4 separate regions of the Mus musculus genome follow, and regions 2, 3 and 4 are each linked to region 1. A link is a contact called in public Hi-C, HiChIP or PLAC-seq and promoter capture Hi-C data. All regions are on one chromosome and are shown on one strand. The core of a region is the stretch at or near the end of the contact, and the rest is flanking DNA. Distances in the headings are between cores, read along the strand shown. Region 1 holds the start of Vwa8 (von Willebrand factor A domain containing 8). Region 2 overlaps Vwa8 (von Willebrand factor A domain containing 8). Region 3 overlaps Vwa8 (von Willebrand factor A domain containing 8). Region 4 overlaps Vwa8 (von Willebrand factor A domain containing 8).

Region 1 (6,113 bases), core at 2,484-4,983:
AGCTGTCAACTGCTCAGAACAGGCTCAAATAAAACAAGAGCTGAGCATAACCAAGCTGTTTCCACCTCTTCTGTGATCTGTAAGCTGCTTGCCCACATCGTCCAGCAGGTCTCTCTGAGTACCTTCTGCTTTGAGCTGCCGATTCTATTAAAGTCAAATTGTTTTGAGTTTTTATTTTAGCAGCCACATGGACAAGTTGGCTCAGTTCAGGGTTCACAAGAGTGATAGTTCTGGCATTTTAGAATGCATACTGTTTTGAGATATTGTGTGCTGTAGACTGTCAGCCACACGAGCACCCTAGTCCCATTGATGTCAATAGCATCCCTCTCCCTTAGTTCATCTCAGGTATTGCCAAAGTCCCCAGGGTAAGAGGAATCACATCAGATCAAGACCAATCGTTCAGTGACACCACTTTTGCTTTGTGTTGTTTTTGTATTAAGGGCTGAATCCAGGGCTTCAAACATGCTAGGCAAGCAATCTCTCACTGAGCTATATCCCCAGCCCACTTCATTTTTTAAGAAGAATGTAAAACTTAGAGCAGATTAAAAAATAACTGTATCAACAACATATATCTTAAGTCTATGTGCTCCTGATACAAATTTTTCTAATGATTTATATGGCTACAACTGTTGTGGAATCTTATTGTTAAAGTTTTTAATACACACGACAAAGCCGGGAGAGCCTCAGGTCTAATACTCTGCTATAGGTCAAAGTAGCCAACAAATTCCATGAGGAATATCTGGTAAATACAGAGATAAAACTAAACCATAATAGTTATTCTCAGTTGAAACAGAATTCTGAATATTTCCTCCCCAAAGTCGCATGACTATTGTTATTATGGCCCAATGACAATCTTTAAGTCACAAAACATGTATAAGAATGAAAATCTTTTTTACTGCTCTTATATAAAAATATTTAGAAATAGACATTTTATATGTTCATGAACAAGAAACTGATAAAATAAATTATAGGGATAAATGTCTACCTAATTTAAGTGATCATAAAGGGCAATATTATGCTAATGTCACCAACCATGGATACAGTGATAAATTACAGAAAAACAATGATCCAATTTGCACAAATACACACTTGTACAAATAATTACCTGTATAGTTAGATATATATAATCTGACAGAACCAATATAAAAAACTGATGATTATTGATTGATGTGTTGAGGGCTGTTTTACAGGATTCATTTCTCAATTTTCTAAATAAAAAACAGCTTATGCAGGAACATTTTACTGTCTGTATAAACAGATCTGTTTCACACAGCGACACCATAAGGAAAAGGCTGTGAAATCTACAGAACATGGAACAGTGGTGAAGGAGAGCCACGGGTTGAGAGAACTGTCTCCAAGCTCGTCAGTTTCTGAGATCCAGTCCTACTGAGCCAGCTGGCCCCATCTATGATGATGTCACAGTGATCCATCAACTATGCTGTGGAGTGATAACCTCCTTGCTGACTGACCATTTGTTTCTAAAACCTTGAGATACCACTCCTACTAATTAAAGCATACAGATAAAGAATTTACAAGTTATAGGTTCTACCCCATCCGACGGAAAGGGATGCTAAGCAGGAGCTGTGAGAGTCTGTTGGTTTGTTTGGGGTGGTTTGGTTTAAGCTTTTTTTTTTAGACAGATTCTTTCTACATAGAGCTGGCTATGCAGGAACTGTTATAGACCAGGCTGATCTTCAACTCACAGTACTGGGATTAAAGTTGCCCAACTTCTTTTTTACTGTTTACATAAATGGCCTCTTCCCCCTTCATATCAAGCTTAGTAAAGGTATACTATCATGAAAGCCAGCAAAGCAATTGCAGCCTCTCACAAAAACAGTCTCCATGAACTTTGACCCAGTAAGCCACCGAACGCTTGTTAGGTACCCAGTGATGACAGGCACCAAAGGACCGTGCAGACAAGACAAACAGGCATACAGTTCGGGAGAAGCAAAGTCTACAACTTGAGTTTGTTTTTCATGTACTTTGTTCTCCCGTCACACTGCTAGGAAGCAGTGACAACAGAGGACAAAGGGAGTCTGGTCACGTGCTGGAGTACAACTGAGAGTCTTCCCAGCATCCACACTCATCCATCACAGCCTGCTGCTTTCTGTGCTACGGCTGTGGCCTGTGTATGACCTCTGGTTCCAACTGTGCCGCTCTCACCTTGAAAGCCCTAACCTTAGGAGTCTGGATAGCCAAGAGTTAATCTTTCACTCTGTCATGAGGGCTCTTACATGTGCCCAGGTCTCTGGTGAATACACAAGTTCTCAGTTTCAGTGCCCCTTGTTGTAGTGAGGCATATCAGTACAAAACAAATTTTTTTTCATTTTTTTAAAAACCTCTTTTCAATTAAATGTTCTATCTGCTGACTCATGGCTCTTATAGTTAGCTAGAGAGTATAAATAAATAAATAAATAAACAAACAAACAAACAAACAAACAAACGGAGTCTACCCAAAACTGCTCAACCTCAAAGCCTGTCAGATTGTACCACATTCTACCCTTGACATCTGCCTTCTCTGATAAGAGTGTATTATCATCTGGACTGGTGAAATGATGGATTTATTAGATGAGATGATACTATCTGGAGATGACACACACAAGGAGGTGAACCTAGTGAGACAAAGTAGATTCTTTGAAAAGTAGGTCTTATCCCCGATTCCTCTCTCTCTGCCTCCCTGAGAGAGCAGCTTCCCTCTGCTAAGTCCTCTTGTCATCACGAATTTCTGCCTCACCACAGGCCACAGTGATTAAAGTATTAAGCATACACTGAAACATCTGTAACTTCCAGCCAAGAAATCTTCCCTTGTTTTAGGCTGCTCTGTGTGTGTGTGTGTGTGTGTGTGTGTGTGTGTGTGTGTGTGTGTGTGTGTTTTAATGTTGTCACGCAGATGAAAACTGAGTAACAGAGTGGAAAGCAAGTACATGCTCTAGAAGCTATAATCGAGGACAGGCAAGTTTTGAATCGCAATTTCACCTTGTGATCCTCAGCGAGGCACTTTTTTTTTTTGTTTCCCTCTTTTTTGGGACTCATTCATTCCGACTATAGTATAGGGTTTTAACTAAAGCGATGACTTTCAGTTCTAAGAGTGCTTGAAACCGAGTCTTCTGTTAAAATTGGGAAGGAACATGGGCACAGGTTCTCCAGCAAGATTGTACACGTGTCTATGCCATCACGAGCCCTACTTGGCTCATGACACAAAACCAAGCCCTCGGGAGTCAAAGGTCAAGGTCAAGCACGAGTCTTAACAGCCCCCAAAGGCTGCAGCATAAACCTCTCAGTGTCCTAGAGTCTACGTGAGGATTCTTGTACAAAAATCTCCAGTGGGAGAAAACTGTGTTCCTAGGCATCAGAGACCTTAGTCCGGACCCCTAAGGTTTCAGAGTGGAGCCCAGGGGGCGCCAGCGCCTTGCCCCACATCACAAAGCAGCGAGGGCAGCGGCAGCGAAGGCGGAGGGCCCAGTTACCTGAGTCGGTCGCCCCAGAGTGCAGCAGCCTGACCTCCAGCCGCTGCTGGTCCCCGCCCGGCCTGCCCCGCAACACCTGCCGCAAGAGCAGCCGCACTCGCCGGGAGGCCACGTCCCCAAGGCCGCCCGGGGCTCCTAGGAGGAGGAGGCGTGACTGCATGGTGCAGGAGGCATGCGTGGGACCTCCAGGGGCTTCGGACAAGCACAGTCCCTGGACCGGGCAGGAGGCGATCGGCGAGCGGGACAGGAAGCGGCAGGGAGGCGGGTCCGCCGGAAACTCCTTCCCCCGGCTCGCCGGGCTCTGCGGGATGGGCCCGGCCCGGGGCGGAGGGCAGGCCGAGCGCCAGCCGGTAGGATCGGCTACCGGAGCCCGGCGCGCCGCCCCAGGCGTGGTCGCCCCAGGGACGCCCGGAGCTGGGGAGATGCCAAAGACCTTTAGCACAGTTGAGCGTATGCCCTGTTTCTTTCTTGGCTGCTAGCCTACTGTGTTATGATGCACTGTGGGCTTTCCCCTCGATACTGCTTCGGATCTTTTTTCAGAATGGAGAAAATATTCAAGAGATTCTGGAACTTCACCTATTTTAATTCGTTGTCATCTTCCCAGGGTTTCCACACCACAGGCATTGAAAGCTTCAGTTTAGCCTTCCTTTGCCGCTCCTGTTTTATCATCTTCTAAACTGCAAGAGGAAATGTTACACTATAATGGTGAATGAAAAAACGTTCAACTACCAGAAGGATCCAGTCAGGCTACAAGGCAAGGGTTATATAAACATAATTTATGTCTTTAGTGAGGAAAAAGTAGGACACTTGACTAAGGCTCCCTCCCTACCATGCATTCCAAAAGCAGCAGCAGTCTTCCATAAAGCAAACAAAGTCTAATGTAATTAGGCTGCCTCCCCAAAATGTCAAGAGTGAATTAACCAAAGCAAAAAGTTTTAATGAAGTTCTGCACAATGAAATCAAACAAACAAGATGCAGGCCTGGCTCTCAGAGAATGGCCTTGCCAATTCTAGACCTACCTGTATCTTACATCCATATTAAGCACCCACCTCCCAGGCACTTAAACTTCCCGAGGAACTAAACTTAGAAGTAAATGGAGGTGGCAGAGAAATAATTTAAACTAGTTTGGAGAAATCGAAAATAAAGGAGTGAACATTAAAGATGTCAAAACAGCATAATTATTACATGGATAGATTCTCACTATTTCACAACCACACCTGTTAGGCCTCAAATCTGAGACAACCAGCTATAGGAGGTGCCAGTTAACAGATAAAAGCTAACAGAGGTCCCTGTTAACACATCAAAGCTGGTACTAGCCACTAGATCCTCCTCCTATCTCTCCATTCCCACCTGTTACAGGATCCTCCTGGTAGAGGCACTCAGTCCCCTACTCTGAACTCTCCAACCCAGAGGCAGTACTATCTTTCCCCCAAGCTGCTCTTCCATCTACAATCCAGCCTCTTTGACTACTCTGGTCCTCTTTTGGTCTCCTGGTCTGGCTTCCTGGATCCTGGCTCTCTCCTCTCCCAGCTTCCCCTCTACACACACACACACACACACACACACACACCACCCTCACTCAGGTGTTCATTTTCACTCTGAACCCTGCCAGATAGATGCCTCTGCCTCTGTGTTTTCTCCCTCACATCTATAATGCACCTTCTCCACCCTCTTACCCAGGAGGAGTCATATCCTCTTTTTATTTTCTTTTTGTTGTTGTTGTTGTTGTTCTTTTTTTCCTTTTCTTTTCTTTTTTAATCCCTATGTGAATTGGGTTAATGGCAAACATGCAAGCAGCATAGAAATTTACAAATTGCTTTTCCTCCTTTGAGCCTGAGATAGTTGACCATTGTTACAGTCAAGTAGATTAGGTCTGGATTTGACTAAAAGACAAGGCTCTGACCTGTCTATGAGGGCATTTCAAGGAAGCAGTAATTCAAAGGGGAAGACTCTCCCACCCAGCATGTGCAGTACCTTCCTGAGGAAACTTAAAAAGAAAGAGTTGGAGGGAAAAGCCTTTCTCTTGCTTGCCTGTCTCTGCCTCTGGCTGATGAGGATCATAATTCACTGCCATGAGAATCCAATTCTCAAACAGAGACTGAAGACGAAGTGGCTTGAAAGGAGACCTCGAAACCTCCACCACCAGCAGAGAATGCTGAAGAACCCAGCCTTGTGGACTATGCAGCTACCAGGTTCTCCACCTCTCTAATGTACAGACAACCAATATTGGATTTCCCAGTTCCTACTGGGGAAACTAAACACCTTTGTGAAACATATATTCATTCAATTCATCCTGTTCTAGGGAGACTTGACTCATGCAGAGCACATACTCTATGTCATGAGATTGTGCTAAACACTTTAATTAACAATCTTATTTGACACAATTCACAAATAGGAGGTACTATTACCTAACTATTTCAGTTAGAGTTACTATTTCTCTGGTGAAACACCATCACCAGAAGAGAGTTTGCAGGGGTGATGTGGGGGAGGATTTTTTTCAGCTTACACTTCCAGGTAACTATCATAGGTCACTGAGGGAAGTCAGGACAGGAACTCAAATAGGACAGGAGCCCAGAGGCAGGAGCTGATTCAGAGGCCATGATGTTGCTTATTCATTTCCTTCCCCTGACTTCCTCAGCCTGTTTT
Region 2 (6,113 bases), core at 1,450-3,949, 240 kb before region 1:
GTAAACTCTTCTGTGGGAAGGACGAGACGGCGAATGGCACTGCCAGTAGTGTCGAGTAAGAGGACGGCATTACTCTGGAAATGAAGAAAACGGTATGAAATTGAAGACACCACCACCACCACCACCACAAAAACAGCAGTGACTAGGAACCTGAGAGGGAAGGTTACTATGATAAACCGAAGGAAACACAATGATATTGAAATGTAAGCTATCATGAGAGTGAGCACTCAGTAATCTTCACACAGAATACGGTTTGAATTATTTACTGAGATTTTCTAATTAGGCAATTATGTATCCTTTTCTTTTGAAGGTTGTTTAAAAATCAAAGGTGGCTGCTCTATACTTCAGTTTATTATAGTCAGGAAGTGAAGATCATACTCGGGGCTGGAGAGAAGAACACTGGATGCTCTCACAGAGGACCTCATGGTGGACCACAGCCTCTGACTCCAGTTACAGGGGATCCAGTACCCAACCAAGCACACGCGCAATGTACATACCTACATGCAGGAACACACACTCTCTCCCTCTCTCTCTCTCTCTCTCTCTCTCACACACACACACACACACACACACACACAAATTTTAAAACAAAACAAATCTGCCACTCCCAATAATAAACCACTCCCAATAACAAGAACACGCCCCTCCCCCACCAGCTTTGTTTAATATTGGCCTGGCCTGAAATTCTTTTCTATGGGGAAGTCAAGGATGTGGGATATCTGAGTGGAGCTCTTCAGCGTAGGGAGCAGTGGTATAAGGCTGCCTCTGCCCTGTTGCCCATGGAACTTCCATTACTGCTGCTACAATAACACACAAACAAGGCTTCTGTGGAGCTGTGCAACTGGGGGGCCAGCCGTGGGGCCGATCCCTGGCGGGCAGAGAGACTGGAAAGAGGCGCTAAGAAGACTCAAGTCCTTTTTATTTAAACATTTAAGATGCCCACTTCTGGATTCTCCTCCCTCTGTGTGACAAAGGCTTGGTAGTTCTGTTTTTGTTTTCCCCTCTGAAGGAAGCTGTTCTGAGTTAGGAACTCTCACATCTCACACTGGAGGTTCCTGTGGTGGGAACCAATAAGCTTATGTGGCTTTTTATCATCCAGTTTCACCTGCGATAGCATGAGCAGTCAGTTCTGAAGGACTATCCACCATCCCTCACCTCTCGGTAGACGTGAACACATCTCCAGGACCCTCCTCTTCCTGGGGCAGGTCCTGTCCTCTCTGGCTTTCAGTGAAACTTGCCTGAGTGCTGAGACCTTGCCTTCCCTGCTCCCTTACTGTACGTCGGAGGAGGAGGAGAACCCAGTCCTGGGACCCATCCTAATGGCCTCACAGTGCAGTAACAATCTCTCAGGAATTTTTTTTCAAGAAAGGAAATAAACCTAAGCATTGGACTTATGAACTGGAATATATGCAATAGGGATTTAAAATAGAGAAAGCTAGAAAAGATTAAATATCTTCAAAGATTTCAAAGAAGCTGGTTTTTAAACTTGATCTGATTCATGACTTTCTTTGCTCTGTAAAACTCTAAAAACTTCACGAACCCGCTTCCACGTTGGACATGGAATTTGGGGAAACCTAAACCCGTGTTCCCTGGGGCCATGATCACTTCTAATGGCTACAGAACAAACTCTGTTTTATTCTATTTAAGATGAGACCTTGACACACCTAAAGTTGCATCGTTTTCTGACTCTCTATTAAGAACCTACAGTAGACATACTCTTTAGAATAACATCTAGCCCAAGAAGTCTTGTTTACTGGTATTTGAATATTTCTAAAATGGTGGTGAGAGCAAGAAGCTTTTCCTTCTACAATTATAAAAACAAGGGCAGAGGAGACAAGTCTGTGGGAACAGTGTTTGATCAGCAAGTACAAGGAGCAGAGCTTGGGTCCCCAGAATCATAAAAGCCATAAAAGCCTAGCATGGTGGCTACCTGGACTTCCAGCATTTTTGAGGTAGAACTGGGATTTGCCAGGCAATCTAGTGAGCTAGACCAGATGAGCCTGTGTGCTCTGGGCACATGTGAGAGAGCCTGCTTCACTATATAAGGCAGAGTGAGGCCCATAGGGACAGTAGACATCATCCTGTGACCTTGACACATACATAAACATGAAAATAATTGAAAAAGAAAGCATAAAAGCAAGTTAAAAATTTACCAGGTCTTTGTTCTAGGTTAAATTCTTTTTGGGTAGCTTTTAATAGAGAAAATGTTTCTTGCATGATAAATACATACAACTCTGTCATAAATCCTTAGCTCTTAAGCCATCTGCTACTAAAGGAAGTCCTAAAGTAAAGTGTCCCCCCTTAAAAATAAAGAATGAGCAGATGATTACACAGAGAATTCACTGTAATTTCCATTTCCCTTCCTCTTCTAGGTTCAAAACCAAACCAAACCAAACCAAACCAAACAAACAAACAAAAAAAAAAAAACCTACATCTTCCTAACTGGGCATACATGACCTGAGCACTGTCCTGCTAAGTTACACACACACACACACACACACACACACACTCACACACTCACACACACACACACAACTTTTATTTCCTAGCACATGTGTCCACAGCCAAAGTGCACTGCCCCGTGGGCTGAGAATGGCTTCCACCAACACTTGGCAGCCTGAAGGAACTCTGTGGCTCCATCCTTTTAGATGTTAATGGGTTCCTTCTGTAAATGACTAATGATATATTCTGCCTGTGCTTAAAAATAGAAACTCACGTCACACATGAGTACAAGAAACTGTGGCTTTGGCACTGCTTGAGCTGGGGGCAGGGTAGAGGAGCAACTGAGCCATTTTCTTGTGTTTGTATCTGACTGGGAGAAGAGTGACCTTCAGATGGCCCCCATGCCCAAGTCTGAAACACTAAAGGCTAAGCAGATGGACTGAAGGAACCCTTGGGAACAGGGGCAGGGCAAGGCCGTTATTTTTAGTTTTCCTGTCCTCACTTAAGATTTTATTTTAGTAAGGAATTTTTGAACAACTTTCCAACTAACCAGGAGGATGCATCTACAGCAAAACTTTATTTTAAAATGATAAGGGACAGATTTATTTGTGGCTGCACTGTGTCCCTTTCAACTCTGTCTTCAGTTCTTCCAGAATCAGGAAGAAGGACTCGAGGGCAGCCCACATTTTTATACCACTAGTTAAACTGCTCCATTTGCCCCACCCCACCCCCACCCTGACCCCAGACTGAGTTTCTCTGTGTAGCCCTGGCTGTCTTGGAGCTTGCTCTGCAGACCAGGCTGGCCTCGAAATCAGAGATCCACCTGCCTCTACCTCTCGTGTGCTGGGATTAAAGGTGTGCATCACCACGGCTCAGCCTGGCTGCACCATTTTCTAAAACAGTCAACTGGAACAACCTGTGTGAAGAGGGAGAGGAGAGGCAGCGGAAAGATACCTCAGATGTCACTCAGGATGCAGAAGTCAGACAGGGTCTGAGAATGCCTCCGGGCCAGGCACAGGCTGTGCCAGTCAAGTACAGCTCTACAATGAAAACCTTATTTCCTTGATGAAAATCACTGAACAAAACAATTAGTCTACAAAAAAAATTAGTCTACAATGTTGCCAAACAATTGGGTCTTTTGTGAAATAAAACAGGAGCTGAGCATCTAAAAACTAATAGTTTTACAGAATTTGTATGTGTAAATTTCTGTTAATGTGACAAGCTGAAAATCTGGGGAACTGTTTGAATAAATACTTCCACTTCTGAGTCTCATCCAAATTTGGTTAGCTTATTAAATTTAAATTCCCCCTGACAGGTGCTGTCTCTGGTGGATTCTCCTGGTTGTAAAGCTCTTATGTGGGATAAGGATCTGAACTCAGGACTTCATGCTTTCCATCCGTTTGTTTGAGGTAGGGTCTCACTGAGATGCTCTGGGGGCTGTCCTGGAACTCCCTCCACATGCCTGTTCTGTTAGGAAGTCCTGCCAGCTATCCCGTCAAAATGCACCTAGGGTCAATCACTTATGACCTTCACCCTCCTCCAGGCTATCAATATTTTTTGGAGGGCTCACTGTAAGAAGGTCTGAACTGGCCCCTTCAGTTCTGCCTCATTACTACTCCCTGATAACACAGAGTAACTGAAGAGACCCCTTTCTGACACTCCCCTCTTACTCTCAGGGCCTTCCAGTGCATGCAAGACTCTGAGCAGTCTGCTACCCACAGCCTCCTCTCCCTCACCTCTACTCCTGCTCACTGAATAACGGTTCTACTTCACCTTTTCTCACTGCCCCCCACCCCCCCCTTCAACCTTCAAAATGGAGGAGGGAATGTTCTAGCCTCTGGGGTTCAGAGCCTATCATTCCTTGCACCTACACTCTTCGTCTAGGTTTCCATTCCTGTTTGCCGCCATCAGCCACTCAGGCCATTCCAGTGGCCTTATTTTCCGTTGCATCCACTCTCTCACACGTCACACTTCAGGCCAAGGCGGAATTTAACTCGTGCTTTATATCTCTTCTTGTCTATCCTGGACCAGATTATAAACTGAGAATAAACACAACTGCTATCTCTTTAAAAAAAAAAAAACTATTTATTTACTTATTTATTGCTCTTATGGGTATGTATGTGTGCACTTGCACAAGTTTATGTGTATAATGTTCATGTCATAGTCCGTAGAGGTCAGGAGAGGATACTGGATCTCCTGGAACAAGAGTTGCAGGCAATAGTGAGCTGTGGTATCAGAGAACCGGGTCCTCTGCAGGAGCAGTAAGTGCTCCTGACCGTGGAGCCATCTTTGCTCTTTCCTGCTGTATTCCTAGCAGCAGGCACAGGAAATGTAAAGTCAGTGCTATGCTCCGTGCAACACCTGCTAGATGTTAGGCAGAAAATAGGCACCCAAAGCCAGACTACTTGCCATTGCTATAGTACAGATTAATGAGACCTTAAGAATTTGCACTAAGTGAAGCACAGCCCATCTTCTGCTCTGCGTCATCTGTTTGGAATTACTTCCAGCCCGTCACTAGCTGGGCACCTGCACTTTTCATTAGTGAGACCTTAGCTGACTAATCTATAACCAGGATGGCTAGAGGCTGAGCATCACTGACAAAGAAGGATCCCAGTGCATCACACTCTGGATTTCTGTGGTTATCTCCTGAGAATGTCATTTAGATCTCAGATAAAATGTTATCTCCTCAGAGGAGGAGATAGTGTGGCACTCTGAGTTCAATTACCCTCCTAACCTACTTTCTCCCCACCACGCTCTCTGAGGTCACCCCACTTCTACACAACCTGGAGGAGGTGTATTTATTTGTTGGTTTCCTAGTTTTCTGTCCATCTCTTTAAAGAGACTGACAGCTTCTTAACTGTCCACGTGGTAAGGCAGAAAACTGACTGGTGGCCTGCTTCCAGACTTGCAAAGTGCATTCAAGTCTCCACAGTGAGAAGACAGTAGCCCATGTTTGTGATCTGTGTTATTGCTACAGCACGAGACCCGCCCTGGATCTTTCTGAACCCTCAGGTTTTCAATCATAGCTGACGTCACTCTTACTTTTCCTTTAAGGCACTCACTCTTCCCACATCGGTACCCGGGAGCGACGAGTGTGCCTTACCTGCTCCTCATGCAGAACAACTTGACCCCTCAGAGGACTTCCCAGTGGGGCTACTGTTACAAATGGTCGCCAGGACCCACTGGCCATCCTTGGGAAGATGTCGAAGAAGTCCACAAAGAAGCCATTTTTCCCTGTCATATTCATGAAGTACAAGGAAACCGGGTTGCACGCAGCCACATACAGAGTCTGTTCTCCGTTTTCTGAAACGGAAAAAAAACGTACTCATCGTGCAGTTTATGGAGAGTTTTCTGGCTGGCTAAGGGTTCTAGCACTGCTGAGTCTTGCACCTGAGCACGGGTGGAAGCTCAGCTCTTGGGTTTTAGGTTTATCAGGCTGAAAACCTCTGTTCCGACCCTAAATGTGCCCAGATGACGCCAAGGCAGTAAAGCAGCCCCCCATAGTAGCGGGCTCCTAAAGAATTCCACCAGGACCCATGATAACTGCATTAGATAGCTGACAGTCTGTGCTGTGAGGAGACTTCACTGTATGGTAGCAAAGAGCTCCGTGGCCCAGTGCTTTCCTGAACCAGGACATTGCTCTTTCAGAAGCAGGCGTCAACATCCTCTAT
Region 3 (6,113 bases), core at 1,214-3,713, 200 kb before region 1:
TCAGTTTACCTCTCCCATGTCTGCTTGTCGGTTTACCTCTCCCATGTCTGCTTGTCGGTTTACCTCTCCCATGTCTGCTTGCCCTTCTGGATACATGCGACTCCACAAGGAATCCTTTTATTCATGAAGCCATGACAAGTATTCCCACAAACTCAGAAAAGCTTTGCAAGTTGTTCAGCCTTTGGAAATAAAAACCTCTGCTCAAATGGAGCATAGATAATTGGATCCTTTTCGCTGAAAACTAGCTTTCTTGGTTGAGAAATTTTAAGAACTCAAAACAATTTTGTTTTTTGGCAGGCACTTCTCTTTTTCAGACAAAAATGAGAGACCCTGTACAGTTTCTCTCTAGTCAGTGTGGGAAGGGTTAGAAGGATTGGTAAGAACAAACATTAAAAGTTGTTCACAGGGGCTAAGACTGATGAACGCTCTTTGCTATCAGAAAATGTAGTGCATTCTAATTTTCTTATTTAAGAGGAAAATTGAGCAAATTTTCATGGCACGATATTCTGTAGTCTTTCATCCAAGACATATTTACCTCATTGGTAGTAACACACATGGCTTTATTGGAGGAATATTTAAACAAATTAGGCAGCAGGCTGGGCGGATGCATCATTTGGAAAGGGCTTGCTATGTGCTATGCAAGCTTGAGGACCCGAGTACGATCCCATAGAATGCTCACTGGAAAGCTGGTGTGGCGCCTTTCTTCCGGGATGCTCCAGGGCTGTCATCAGGACAACACAGTAACTCTCCTCACCAGGAAGTCCATGACTAACGTCTTGTTCAGAGGAAAGAAATGGCCACTGATGTCGCTCACTCTGGAAATCCACTCCTGGTGGTTTATGGGCTGGAAAACATTCCGACTGATCTGGTTCTGCATTTGCCAGTCTCAAGTGAGCAGGCTAGAGTCACGTGGGGCAGAAGTGGCTGTGCAAGCAAGTGTGCACTGCTGGCGCCTTCCAGTTCACCTGCCTGCTGCTTCGTGTTTGATGCTCTCAGGGGGAGACGCTGCTGTTAGTGGCAAAAGTCAGCTTCCGCTCCAGCTCTCCATTCCCGTGCATTCAGTGCAGAGGGAGAAGTGCATGTGTCCCCAGGGGATCATAGGGCCGAGAAGCAGGGCTCTCTGGCCACATTTGTGTGAACCTTGTTGTTTCACATGTCACCTTTTATCTAAATCGCACCATCTGAGCGCATTTGCTTGTATCTCTCATATCGTTCCTTGACCCCCAAATGAAGCAAATGGGTGGCTTAATCAGCAATGGGTTTTGGTGTGAGGGTTAATGCTTTGGAGTGATCCAGAGTGAGGCTGGGGAAAGGCTGCATGCATACAGCATTTGCTGGCTTCTGCTGATAGATCCAGCAGCACAGGCACCTTTGTCTGATGTCACAAGGCCATGTCATCCTGAGACTGGAAAGTCCTCCCACTTCCTGGAGATCTCTCCTACCCTTACAGAAGGAACATCAGCTGTGACAGTATTGTTAAACAAAAGGAAAAGGGGCATAGGAGATCTTTCCATCTTCTGAGATCTTTGGTTTCTTTCTTCAGAGACTTGAAGTTATTGTCATACACATCTTTCACTTGCTTGGTTCGAGTCGCACCAAGTTATGTAATATTATTTGTGACTACTGTGAAGGGTGTTGTTTCCCTGATTTCTTTCTCAGCCTGTTTATCCTTCCAGTAGGGGATAACACCATCATAGAAGCAGGGGGAGGGGGGGGAGGTAGGATATTTGGGGAGGTGGGGAGGGACCAGAAAAAGGAATAACATTTGAAATGTAAATAAAGAAAATATCCAATTTTAAAAAAGGAAAAAGAAAAGAAAACAACAACAAAACATCATGCTGGAGTCTGTCCACAGGCAGTCTCATGTCTACTCAAGAGCCAAGATTCTCCAAATGGATGTTACAGCGGTGGGTACGTAGGGAGAGTCACTCACTGACTGGGACTTAAGACGTTTTTCAAACACTGGCTGTATGGCTGTTTTGCTGGAAATAGGCAGCTGACCTAGGCCTGCCCTCGGAGGGCTCACTGTCCAGTGGGTAGACGGGGACAGGAACATGCACCTGTGGTAAAGAATGACAGGTGTGCTAGCGGAGCCTGTCCTAGGTCACTGTCTCTAAACCTACCATCAATAAAGGCTGTCTTGAAAAGAGACACAAAACATACAAAAGTAGAAGCAAAAAACCATGAGCTAAAGCTGAAAAATACCTTAAAATAATCTTCATTTTTTATTTGTTGATAATTAAAAATACTCATTTGCCTTCTTTAAAAGTTAAAGACAGCTATTTTGATACAAACAACAGGAATGATCCACTTAGTTAGATGTGATTTAAAAGTCTAGCCCTAAGTTCAGTTTAATCAACAGCTGAAGAACATGTCACACAGACAAGCGCCCTGAGGTGACGGTCACACTTTGGTCTCCCTGCTCTGCTGTGCACTGCAAACGCTTTGGCCAAAGGTGGCACAGAGAACAGGAACCACAACTGCTTGCCAAAGACCAGGAGCACAGAAGCATTAGGAAGGGACGGTGCTCTGGGACTTGCTGCCCGGAACTGGGAGTCACCACAAGTTCTCCAAGGGCACAGAGTGATCAGCTGGGGGACTGTGAGGCACAAGGAGGATGGAACCGAGGCTGAGTTTTTAATTAGGAGGCTACAGCAAACCAGGGCAGAGACACAGAATCGGCTAATGTCCTCTATGTCAACAGGCTGACACTGATGGCTCTTTCCCCAAGAGAGACTGGAGGTAGACCTGTTTACTTTAGCTACTGGTTGGGCCCTTAAGCAGACATCAGTCCACGTTTTGCTGTTCTCTTAGGGGTCCATCTCATACTGAATCAACTTACCCATTAAATCTCTAGACTAGAAAATTTGTTAAAATGCAGAATAATCCCACAGTAGTTACGAAGTGAGTCACTGCTGCTAAACTTTCGTGTTTAAATTCTACTTCTCTCAATTTACTCCCTATCACACGGTCATTTATTTAAATGTCTACACCATTTTCGACTTCCCTGCAAGTTTCCTATAAAAACTGTCCTTCAGAAATCACTTATACAAACATTTTTCTTTTTCTTTTTTAAAGTTTTATTTATTTAATGTATATCTGCATGTATACCTGCATCAGATTTCATTATGAGATGGTTGTGAGCCATCATGTGGTTGCTGGGAATTGAACTCAGGACCTCTGGAAGGCAGCCAGTGCTCTTAACCTCTGAGCCATCTCTCCAGCCCTTACACAAACATTCTTATCTCTGGCTCTGCTTCAAGAGAACCCAACCTAACGTGTTTATTGACTATTTGAAAATAGCACTTTCAGATTTTCAGCAATGTTACTCTCCTTCCTGCACAACATTATAGATATACCTCAGTTCGTAGGAATTTCTCATAGAGTTGTACACTGAGCAATCCCAGGAACATATACCAAATCTGTTGGTTGAAATAACCTTCTATTAGGGGTTGGAGAAATGGCTCAGCAATTAAAAGCATTGGCTGCTCTTCTAGAAGACTCAAGTTCAATTCCCAGCATCCACATGGCATCTCACAACTGTCTGTAACTCCAGTTCCAGGGGGGATCCGGGACCCTGACATAAACATACATGCAGACAAAACGCCAATGCACATAAATAAATCATAAAAAGAAATACCATCTGCTCATTTGTCACTGCTGCCACCATCTAAGAGCAATAGCTGTCAAAAGCAGCTCCACACTTTCTAAAGCTCAACAGAAGCATGGCCACCCTGCATGAGCTGGGAGGTGGTAGGTCTTAGCCACTGACTGGTCCCTGCTCCCTGTGATGCCACAAGGAACTTGTAGGTGGGGCTGGCTGGAAAGGCGCCCAGAGAGGGTAGCAGTGTACATGGTTGGGGCATGCTATCGAACATGTCAGATGATCTGAGATTGGAAAAGCTTTAACACTGAGTTCATTTGTTTTATTTTTTATTATAAAAAATACTAAAAATATTTGGTTCCTTCCTCCATTGGAATACCAGTGATTTTATACCGGCAATAAAGGTGAAATAATAATTTCCCCTTAATTTCTTTTTTTTTTTTTTTTTTTTTTGTGCATGTGCCTGATGTGGTAGATACTTGTAATCCCAGCATTAGGGAAGCAGAGACAGGAAAATCCTTTGAACTTGATGCCAGTAAAGTCTATAAGACAAAGTCTAGGCCAGCCTATTTTTTAAAAAATTGTTTTTAAACATTTAAAATTTCTTGCTTGAGTTTAAAAAGGATGAGTTAATAAATTTAAGATTTTTTTAAAATCAATTATTTATTCACTTTACAACCTGATTGCTGTCCCCTCCCAGCTCCCCCTCTCCCTACTTTCCTTCCCCTTATCCTCTGAGAGGGCAGCAGTCCCTCTGGGTATGCCCCACCCTGGCACATCAAGTCTCTGTAGGGCTAGGTGCATCCTCTCCCACTGAGTCCAGACAAGGCAGCTCAGTTAGGGGAACATATTCCACAGACAGGCAACAGCTTTAGGAATAGCCCCTGCTCCAGCTGTTGGGGGACTTGCATGAAGACTGAACTACACATCTGTTATATATGTGCAGAGAGGCCTAGGTCCAGCCCTTATGTGTTCTTTGGTTGGTGGTTTAGTCTCTGAGAGCCCCCAAGAGTCCAGCTTACTCGACTCTTGTTAGTCTTCCTGTGGAGTTCCTATCTCCTCCAGGGCCCATAATTCTTCTTCCTATTCTTCCAGACGAGTCCCTGGAGCTCCAGCTAATGTTTGGCTGTTGGTCTTTGCATCTATTTCAGTCAGTTGCTGGGTGGAGCCTCTCAGAGGACAGTTATGCTAGGCCCCTGTCATGCATGTCCTTTTGGGTCTGGGTTACCTCACTCAGGATGATATTCTCAAGTTCCATCTATTTGCCTGCTAAAGTCATGATGTCTTGTTTTTTAATAGCTGAATAGTATTCCATTGCATAGATGTACCACATTTTCTGTATCCATTCTTCAGTCGAGAGGTATCTAGGTTGTTTCTAGTTTCTGGCTATTATGAATAAGGCTGCTATGAACATAGTGGAGCATGTGTCCCTGTGCTATGGTAGGGCATCTTTTGAGTATATGCCCTGGAGTGGTCTAGCTAGGTCTTGAGGTAGAACTATTCCCAATTTTCTGAGAAACCACCAAATTGATATCCAAAACAGTTGTACAAGTTTGCACTCTGCAGAGGAATCTAGAATGGCTGAGAAGCACTTAAAGAAATGTTCAATGTCCTTAACCATCAGAGAAATACAAATCAAAACGACTCTGAGACTCCACTTTACACCTGTCAGAATGGTTAAGGTAAAGCCCTCAAATGATAGCACATGCTGTCGAGGATGTGGAGCAAGGAGAACACTAACCCCTCCATTGCTGGTGGGAGTGCAAGCTTGGACAAACTGAATTCTAATAGTGATTGAACTGAGAAGGGGAGAGACCGGAGGCGGTGGCTAAACGGCGTGAGCTGTGGTTACTGTTTTATTTCTACAAATGGAGGCACACCATCTAATTTAGAAATTATAAATAGTTCTTAAATCTGTATGAAAAATCTGAGTTATATATTTGTATTTCTAAGTTTTTCTCAAACTTAAAGGGTGCTGTGCTCTGGTGGGGAGAGATAACACGGCTAGGAAAGAGACCGAATCAGTGGCTCTCGTGCTTAAGCCTGTGACTTCGAACAGGAGCTGAGAAAGAGTCTCACAGGTTCCTCCCTCTTTCCAGTCTGCTTTTACAAAGCACTGGAGAGCGAGCTGCTTGGTGGGAGTGAAGTGCCCTGGTCTGTAGTGCTCACTCACCAGCCTCTGCAGCCCACAGACGAGAAGCTAGAATCAAAGCACAAGATGGTATCAAGGAAGCAGGGCCATCCCTGGGGGATGGTAGTCAAAGCCCACCCTGACTAATGTGATCTGTGAATCACCTGGGAGGCAGAAAAGAGGACCACAAAACTTGCTGGTAACACACCTCATAGGAGAGATGGATAAAGTAACAACCTGGAGAAATTGCCAAGGAAGCAGAAGAGAAAAATCTAGTAAGGACAGTATTATTAATTAAAAATGGGAAAAGATGGAACAGCTGCCCAGGGGAACATAGTTTGGGATCAAGCTGAGGAGGTATTAGAAACACGATGCTAG
Region 4 (6,113 bases), core at 2,469-4,968, 170 kb before region 1:
ATTTTGGAGTTTTTCCTTTGTTACTTGTAAAAATTTCACATTCTTTTCTTTTTCTCATTTCTGCTATGTGGATACAATGTGAAATTTGAACAGAGTGCTTAGAAATATTATTGTTTCTTTTAATCAGGGTTTTGTTTTTTATATTGTAGATAGGAGTGTTTTCCTTCTAGCTATATAGCTTCATTTTCTACTCCTGTGATATACAATATACAATGATGCAGTATTAAAGGAGAAATCAGTTAACTGATTCTAGAATGAAATAAAAAGTATAGTTTTGATAAATAAATGTTTAAACAGAACTATTTTATTAAGAAAAAACTTGCCTAGATATCTTTATACTATTTATCTCACTTAGGGGCATAAATTATGATACTCCTTCCTTAAAAAGATAAAAAGGCAAGTGCTAACATAATTTGTAAATGTCATTATCTGCATGCAGATTAGCAAATAAGAATTACAAAAAGTAAGCATGCTTTTATAATAAAAGAAATATATGAAAATAGCTTCAGAAATATTTAGTAGAACCAAGTCTTACAGAAATTAATCTTATAATAATAAAGCTTTCTAAGTTCAAACTTATTTCTGTGTCTTCCGAAACAGTCCACAGTTACTGGTAAGGTTTAAAGGCAAAATCTCTGCCACAGTCCACTCTCCAAAGAAAAAAGGAAAACAAAGGGGAAGCTTGGAATATGCAGCAAGGAAGAAAGAGAAAGACAGGATGTATAAGATGCTTGCCTCCTGTGAGCTACAGAAAGGACTTAACTAGACACCAAAGCGATAACCAATAGGTCTGTTAGTTTTTATTCAATAAAATGCTTTACTAGCCTCGAGCACAGTCATACATATGTGTGTACATAACACACACATATTAAACCCATAGCAGTAACTCCTCTAATTTTGACCATTAGAAGGAATTTTAAGTCTTATATCACTGTAATAAAAATATTTCAGCACTTCATTTTACCTTACCTGAACTCAACTTAGGAAATCATGACTACAATTACACATCAGTATCATTTGGATCAGAATTAACAACTATGACATGATTAGCTCAAGACCACGAAGCAATGGTCTCACCTGAACATTGTCGTAGAAAAGAACGTCAGGCACTTTCATCTTCTCATGGGCATTGTGCACTGGCACACTGACGGCGCCAATCTTCAGAGACCCGGCGACTACTTCACCTGAACATTTTGTACAGGACATAGCATTAGTCTCAGCAACATCTTGCTAATATCCAGAGAAGCCTAGTCTGGCCAACACACAACACAAGGTGGCCTCTGTAACCTCCAGGTCTTCAGGATTTAAATTAAGCAAAGAAAAAGTAAACAAAAAACACTGTTGTTCTCCAGTTTATATTGTAGACCCAATATAGGTCCACAAAGGAAAAGAGCAAGAATGGCCATGAACTCACGTATACACCTATCTGCTGAGATAACACACGCAATGTAAGGTCCAACAACACCCATTAGAGTTCAGCTTACAGAACATGGCAATTCAGTAGATAGAGGCTTTCAGGATCATTTTGTTCGTACAACCAATGCTTACTGATAACATTTCAACTACAAAGAGGACACACTGGGAGGAAACAGCCTAGCTGTTTTTCAAGAAGTCTCATACTGTCTGTGTAAGTCTGCCAAGGCTATTAGCCTTGTAGGCTCAAAGATTGGTTTTGCCATCACAAATGAGGACAAATATAATTTCAGGAGAACATTAAACATATATTCTGATAAGAATTGGAGACTATGGCATTGCATATAAAGGCTCATCTTTTTATATGACAATGCTACACAGATTGCCATCACCACATTACTCGGAGAGAGACCTGCATGGAGAGCAAGCCCTCGTGAGAGAGTTGTTCAGCAGGCCTGGGCTGTAGACGAGGAGAGGGGATTAAATACATTCTCCACAAGGCGGTAGCTTTAAGATGAATGAAGCCAGTCAAGTGAACAGTCCCTCATCCCCTACAGGAAGCTTAGATGGATGCTGCCAGCTGGGCCTGACCTTTCCTGAACTGAGCAATCTACCATCCTGACAACATAATCTTCCTCAGATATGTTATCAGCTCTAATCAAACAACGTTAAGGTTCTATATGTCCAGGGCTATTATGTCTCTGTGAGCGACCTCTGCACATATGTTCAGATCCATCAATATCAAATTTATAGTTTTATCTTTAAAAATTCATTCAATTTCCTTAATACTAAATTCTTAGTTCAATATAGCCACAGTTACTAAAACACTAATCACAAAAGCAGCCATTACAGTGCCGTTGGAGAACAGTCACACACTCACGCTTTGAAGGACAAGGACTTCTACTAAGAAGGGAAATTTTCCCTGTGTTCTAACTGAAGGACAGAAAACTTTTAGAGTGTTCTGTCTTCCCCAGTTCAAGCTTCTCCTCCTGGGTAGGCAGAAGAGAGGTGGCTCTGTGGGTGAATGAGGGACCAGAGGGGACTCTCATTACATTAGTCTATGTCACCCTAGAAAATGCTCCGTGACATGCTCCAAAAGGAAACTTGGCAGCCCTCAAAATGCAAATGTATGACGAAAACAGAATTCTCGTCTGTATGGTAAAACACATTTGCAAAGACATATATCTGTCAAAATTAGACAAGTTAATTTACAACAGAAACTTCTAAAACCTTTAGTATGTTAGTATCAAACTGACTCTTGGCACGCATGCAAAGTGGGGGCAGGGGTTTGTCTAATATTCATTGAAAGAAGTGATATTTAAAAAATGGCTTCAGACTGGTTTTTATTATTTGTTTGGCTTTGACTTTGGCTTTTGTTTTTGGAGACAGGGTTTCTCTTGTTATAACAACCCTGGCTGTCTTGAACTCACTTTGTATACCAAGCTGGCCTTGAACTCACAGCATGCACAACTATGTCTGACCACAGATTTGTTTCTTAAAGAAAGGAATACAGATTCACTTGTTAAGTACAATACACAAAAAACGAAATGGATTTAACAAGAGCTTTATTGAAAGCTCTCGGACCAAGTGTTTGGTCATTGTTATGTAACCTTCACTTAGCCAAGTCAAGTACTTACACTTGTAATTCTCCAGCTCTGGCTCCAGGCTGTCCTCAGTGTTTGTTTCTATTGCCGCATCTGCCAGATTCTTCTCCAGTGCAGACTGAGCAAGGCTTGGTAAGAACCTAGTAAGGGATGGAGGACCGTGAGGAAAGCAATGCTTCCTTCAGTTCTCAAGTGTCTTTTAACACACACTCCTTCACTAATTGCAACCGATTAAGGAAAAACTGTGTGTAAAGCATATGTTACTGTAATCTTTAATAACTAAGCTTATATGTAATACCAATATTCATTTATATACATTCTGCAGATTATGATGAAAACTTGGGCTTTCATAAGTGGATTTTGTGTACTTCCTGTTTATTGTGAAATTGTATATTGTAGCATATCAAATTTTTCCTAAGTGAATAAAACAGCAATATTCCAGCCTGCTCTAAGGTGGCAAACACAAATTTAAATCAGCAGAAGTAGGTTAATGTGGTTTTCCTTACTTTTTAAACATAAATTACAGAAAGATCATTCATTTTTGTGTTTCCTTCCATTATGGAATCTCTTTCTACCTATTTTATTGTCAAAATAACAATCTGTGTGCCACAAGACACTCTTCAACTACAAAGACACTGTAAGTACTGTGGCTTGGAACAGTTTTCTGCTACATCCACTCCAGTGAAGTCTGCTTGACAGGCCGAGAGGCCTGGAAGCACTCACAAGGCAAGGAAACTCGCCTCCTGGAACCTTGGCATTCCCACACGTTTCTTCACTAGGCTCAAAGAAGCAACATAAATCAGGCATTTACTAAGAACCCCTGGTGGTGGGCTTAACAATAGACTAGCATTACACCTGGCTCCCTTCTTAGTGATTAAAGTGGCCTGGTCCCCGCCATCTTTTGATGTATACATTCCTTTTGCTTTGTGTCACTGTAACTTGGTGGATGTGTCTCTCGCCTGGTTTCTTGTTATTCTTCTGTATAAAAAGTTTGATGCTTGATTTGAAAAATTACACTTAGATACAACACACTTTCTCCTGTTGTCTTTGTCATTCGCCCACTCCTTCACCCACTTGCCATCAGAGACCCGTTCTGTGCAGATAGGAGACCCAAAAAAGGGGGTTAGTCTGCGGGAGTTTTCCTTCTGCACAAAGTTATGTTTAGAATTTATGATCCTGGTTAACTCACAGGAAGGAACTTCAGTCAGTGATTGCCTATTCTATGCTAGTATAAAGCAATCATCAGGTAATGCAGTGTCCCAAATAAACAAGTGCAGAAAACACCATCCAAATTTAGGTTTACATAGTACTAAACCTTGCACATGCTCCCTCAGACTTGAGAACAAACCCCTAATAGTACAAAGGATGGCATAAGCCAGAGGCATGTGAATGAGAGAGTGTAAAACACTGGGGGACTAGGGGGATTATGAGTCCCTGTCCCCATAAGATTCTGAGCCACAGACCTGACACTGTGTCTTACCTACTGCCTCCCTTGGGTCCTATAAGATCATGGGGAAGTTTACATACCTCTAGGTTTTTATCTTATCAATTCACAAGTCATCACATGTCTTAGATCATGGCTTTGCTGTTCAAAACCAAGCCCCCACCTTATCTACTGAGCCCATTACAGGGTTTCCATCCTGTTTCTTGAGCTTTTGACCTGGCATCATGCACAACATTCTTCTCACAGTTGCCCCCCGAGCCTGGGAATATTGGGCCCTTCCTGGGCCTTTTTACTATTCCCTGTTAGATCACCTGGACTGATACCTAGCACTCACAAGCTTTGACTTGTCTGCTGATCTCCACAGTGTCTACTAACACATCTCAGACTGGCCCTATATGGGAACACTTCTGGTCTTGTCCAAAGACTAGAGGATAAAAGACTTGAGAAGAGAGATAGTAATACTAGGTCTAAAGGAACAGATGAGGACCTATACCAGTAGTGCTGGCAATGGGGGGTCTGAGGCACAAAGACAGCAATAAGGGCTAGCCAACTTCACAGGGACACCTTGTTGAAAGAGTGATATAACATGCTTTAGCAGTACAATGGATATCAAAGAGTCTTATTTATAATGTATAAGAAATTAATTTATACTGGTGATTGGAACTGATAATTTTCAAGTGGTATTATAAGACTTAATATAGTCTAGTCTACCTGGTAAATGTAGTTTGTAATCTGGGATTATTTGTTATATGTGCAATTTATTAGTTTCAAAGCTTCAAGGTATTAAGTTTAGGCAGTTCTACAAATGGAATTCAGTATTTTTCCAAGGCCTTTAAATACAATTATTAAGATCTAGTAGACTTACAGTCAATGAACCTAACTAAGAGAAAAGCCCAAAGAAGTTTTTAAACATAGCCTTAAAAAAAAAAGAATCAGTTTTTAAGACAAAGCTGTCTCTAGGTAGTCAGTCTCTATTCCTGGAGACAGTAAAATTTTCATGTTGACTGCTAAACACTGGGTATGATTAGTTATCAGGCTTATTTTAAAATTAATTATATAACCATTTACAAAGTAGAAATATTATACATACTATTAATTTTATATCATTTGAAATTTTATTTTATTTTTTATTTATTTATTTTTTTGATTTTTTGAGACAGGGTTTATCTGTATAGCCCTGGCTGTCCTGGAACTCACTTTGTAGACCAGGCTGGCCTTGAACTCAGAAATCCTCCTGTCTCTGCCTCCCGAGTGCTGGGGTTAAAGGCATGTGCCACCACACCCAGCTGGAATTAAAAAAAAATGTGTGTAACTCAGTTTTTGGTGCCTGGAATAATTTTTTTCATTACTTCACTTTCAAGATAGTTAATATTTATTTCTGATAGGATTCTTACAGCTCTATACAATATTTTACCACTAAAAGATCATTATCTCCAAAATTATTCAGAAGTGCATAGGTCAATGTAATAGAAAATAACAGAGTGGACTAGAAATCTATATATGGTGGCCTTTCATCCTTCTATAAAAGAGGCAGTTTTAGAACTCAAACTGCGTATGTCCTGAGCCTCTAAATGTTTGCTCTAGCCCTGGGTTTTGAGTATCTAGACACTAAATAATGTAGTTGTACGCTACAACTCTGGAGTCATATGCAG

The links. Promoter capture Hi-C pulls out the DNA fragments that hold promoters and counts their contacts. A called contact is a pair of places that touch in the nucleus more often than the background predicts. HiChIP or PLAC-seq counts read pairs in DNA pulled down with a chosen protein or histone mark.
Region 2: a contact with region 1 is called in a Hi-C map of the CH12 cell line, with 2.9 times the contacts expected there. The contact joins the enhancer-like site here to the promoter of Vwa8 in region 1. A contact is called at or near these places in 17 of 39 promoter capture datasets (the 3T3-L1 cell line, 3T3-L1-derived adipocytes, the C10 cell line and 10 more), 1 of 15 datasets of contacts at CTCF or cohesin (large pre-B cells), 5 of 484 Hi-C or Micro-C datasets (the CH12 cell line, bone marrow-derived macrophages, nephron progenitors and 2 more), 10 of 115 datasets of contacts at active chromatin or transcription factors (the NIH/3T3 cell line, bone marrow-derived macrophages, craniofacial prominence and 7 more) and 1 of 9 other capture datasets (adipose tissue).
Region 3: a promoter capture Hi-C map of liver shows a contact between it and region 1. The contact joins the enhancer-like site here to the promoter of Vwa8 in region 1. A contact is called at or near these places in 13 of 39 promoter capture datasets (the 3T3-L1 cell line, 3T3-L1-derived adipocytes, the C10 cell line and 8 more), 2 of 484 Hi-C or Micro-C datasets (both in liver) and 6 of 115 datasets of contacts at active chromatin or transcription factors (bone marrow-derived macrophages, cardiomyocytes, craniofacial prominence and 2 more).
Region 4: a contact with region 1 is called in an H3K27ac HiChIP or PLAC-seq map of stem cell-derived epiblast-like cells, with 2.5 times the contacts expected there. The contact joins the enhancer-like site here to the promoter of Vwa8 in region 1. A contact is called at or near these places in 15 of 39 promoter capture datasets (the 3T3-L1 cell line, 3T3-L1-derived adipocytes, the C10 cell line and 8 more), 2 of 15 datasets of contacts at CTCF or cohesin (large pre-B cells and pro-B cells), 8 of 484 Hi-C or Micro-C datasets (CD4 T cells, the HL-1 cell line, Sertoli cells and 4 more), 11 of 115 datasets of contacts at active chromatin or transcription factors (T-cell acute lymphoblastic leukemia, acute myeloid leukemia, differentiating embryonic stem cells and 8 more) and 2 of 9 other capture datasets (adipose tissue and liver).

The regions. Positions count from the first base shown.
Region 1 is chr14:78,846,798-78,852,910 of GRCm38.p6, reverse strand. It overlaps Vwa8 (von Willebrand factor A domain containing 8), which reads right to left and starts at 3,733. Exons shown (of 45, transcript NM_027906.1): 1 at 3,468-3,733. The coding sequence starts at 3,627.
Region 2 is chr14:79,086,252-79,092,364 of GRCm38.p6, reverse strand. Vwa8 (von Willebrand factor A domain containing 8) reads right to left here. Exons shown (of 45, transcript NM_027906.1): 29 at 5,546-5,745; 30 at 1-74. Among named protein-coding and RNA genes, the nearest start is that of Gm30970, 46 kb to the left of the region's middle. Within about 2 kb of position 2,699, at least 119 of the 459 cell types and tissues checked have an H3K27ac peak or open chromatin away from gene starts, as enhancers often do. A contact at or near this core is called in the CH12 cell line, the HPC-7 cell line, the SN4741 cell line and 5 more, where this site is marked.
Region 3 is chr14:79,044,506-79,050,618 of GRCm38.p6, reverse strand. All of the region lies in intron 21 of Vwa8 (von Willebrand factor A domain containing 8), which reads right to left. Among named protein-coding and RNA genes, the nearest start is that of Gm30970, 88 kb to the left of the region's middle. Within about 2 kb of position 2,463, at least 10 of the 459 cell types and tissues checked have an H3K27ac peak or open chromatin away from gene starts, as enhancers often do. A contact at or near this core is called in liver, where this site is marked.
Region 4 is chr14:79,015,651-79,021,763 of GRCm38.p6, reverse strand. It overlaps Vwa8 (von Willebrand factor A domain containing 8), which reads right to left. Exons shown (of 45, transcript NM_027906.1): 18 at 3,051-3,157; 19 at 1,078-1,184. Among named protein-coding and RNA genes, the nearest start is that of Gm30970, 120 kb to the left of the region's middle. Within about 2 kb of position 3,718, at least 5 of the 459 cell types and tissues checked have an H3K27ac peak or open chromatin away from gene starts, as enhancers often do. A contact at or near this core is called in embryonic stem cells and stem cell-derived epiblast-like cells, where this site is marked.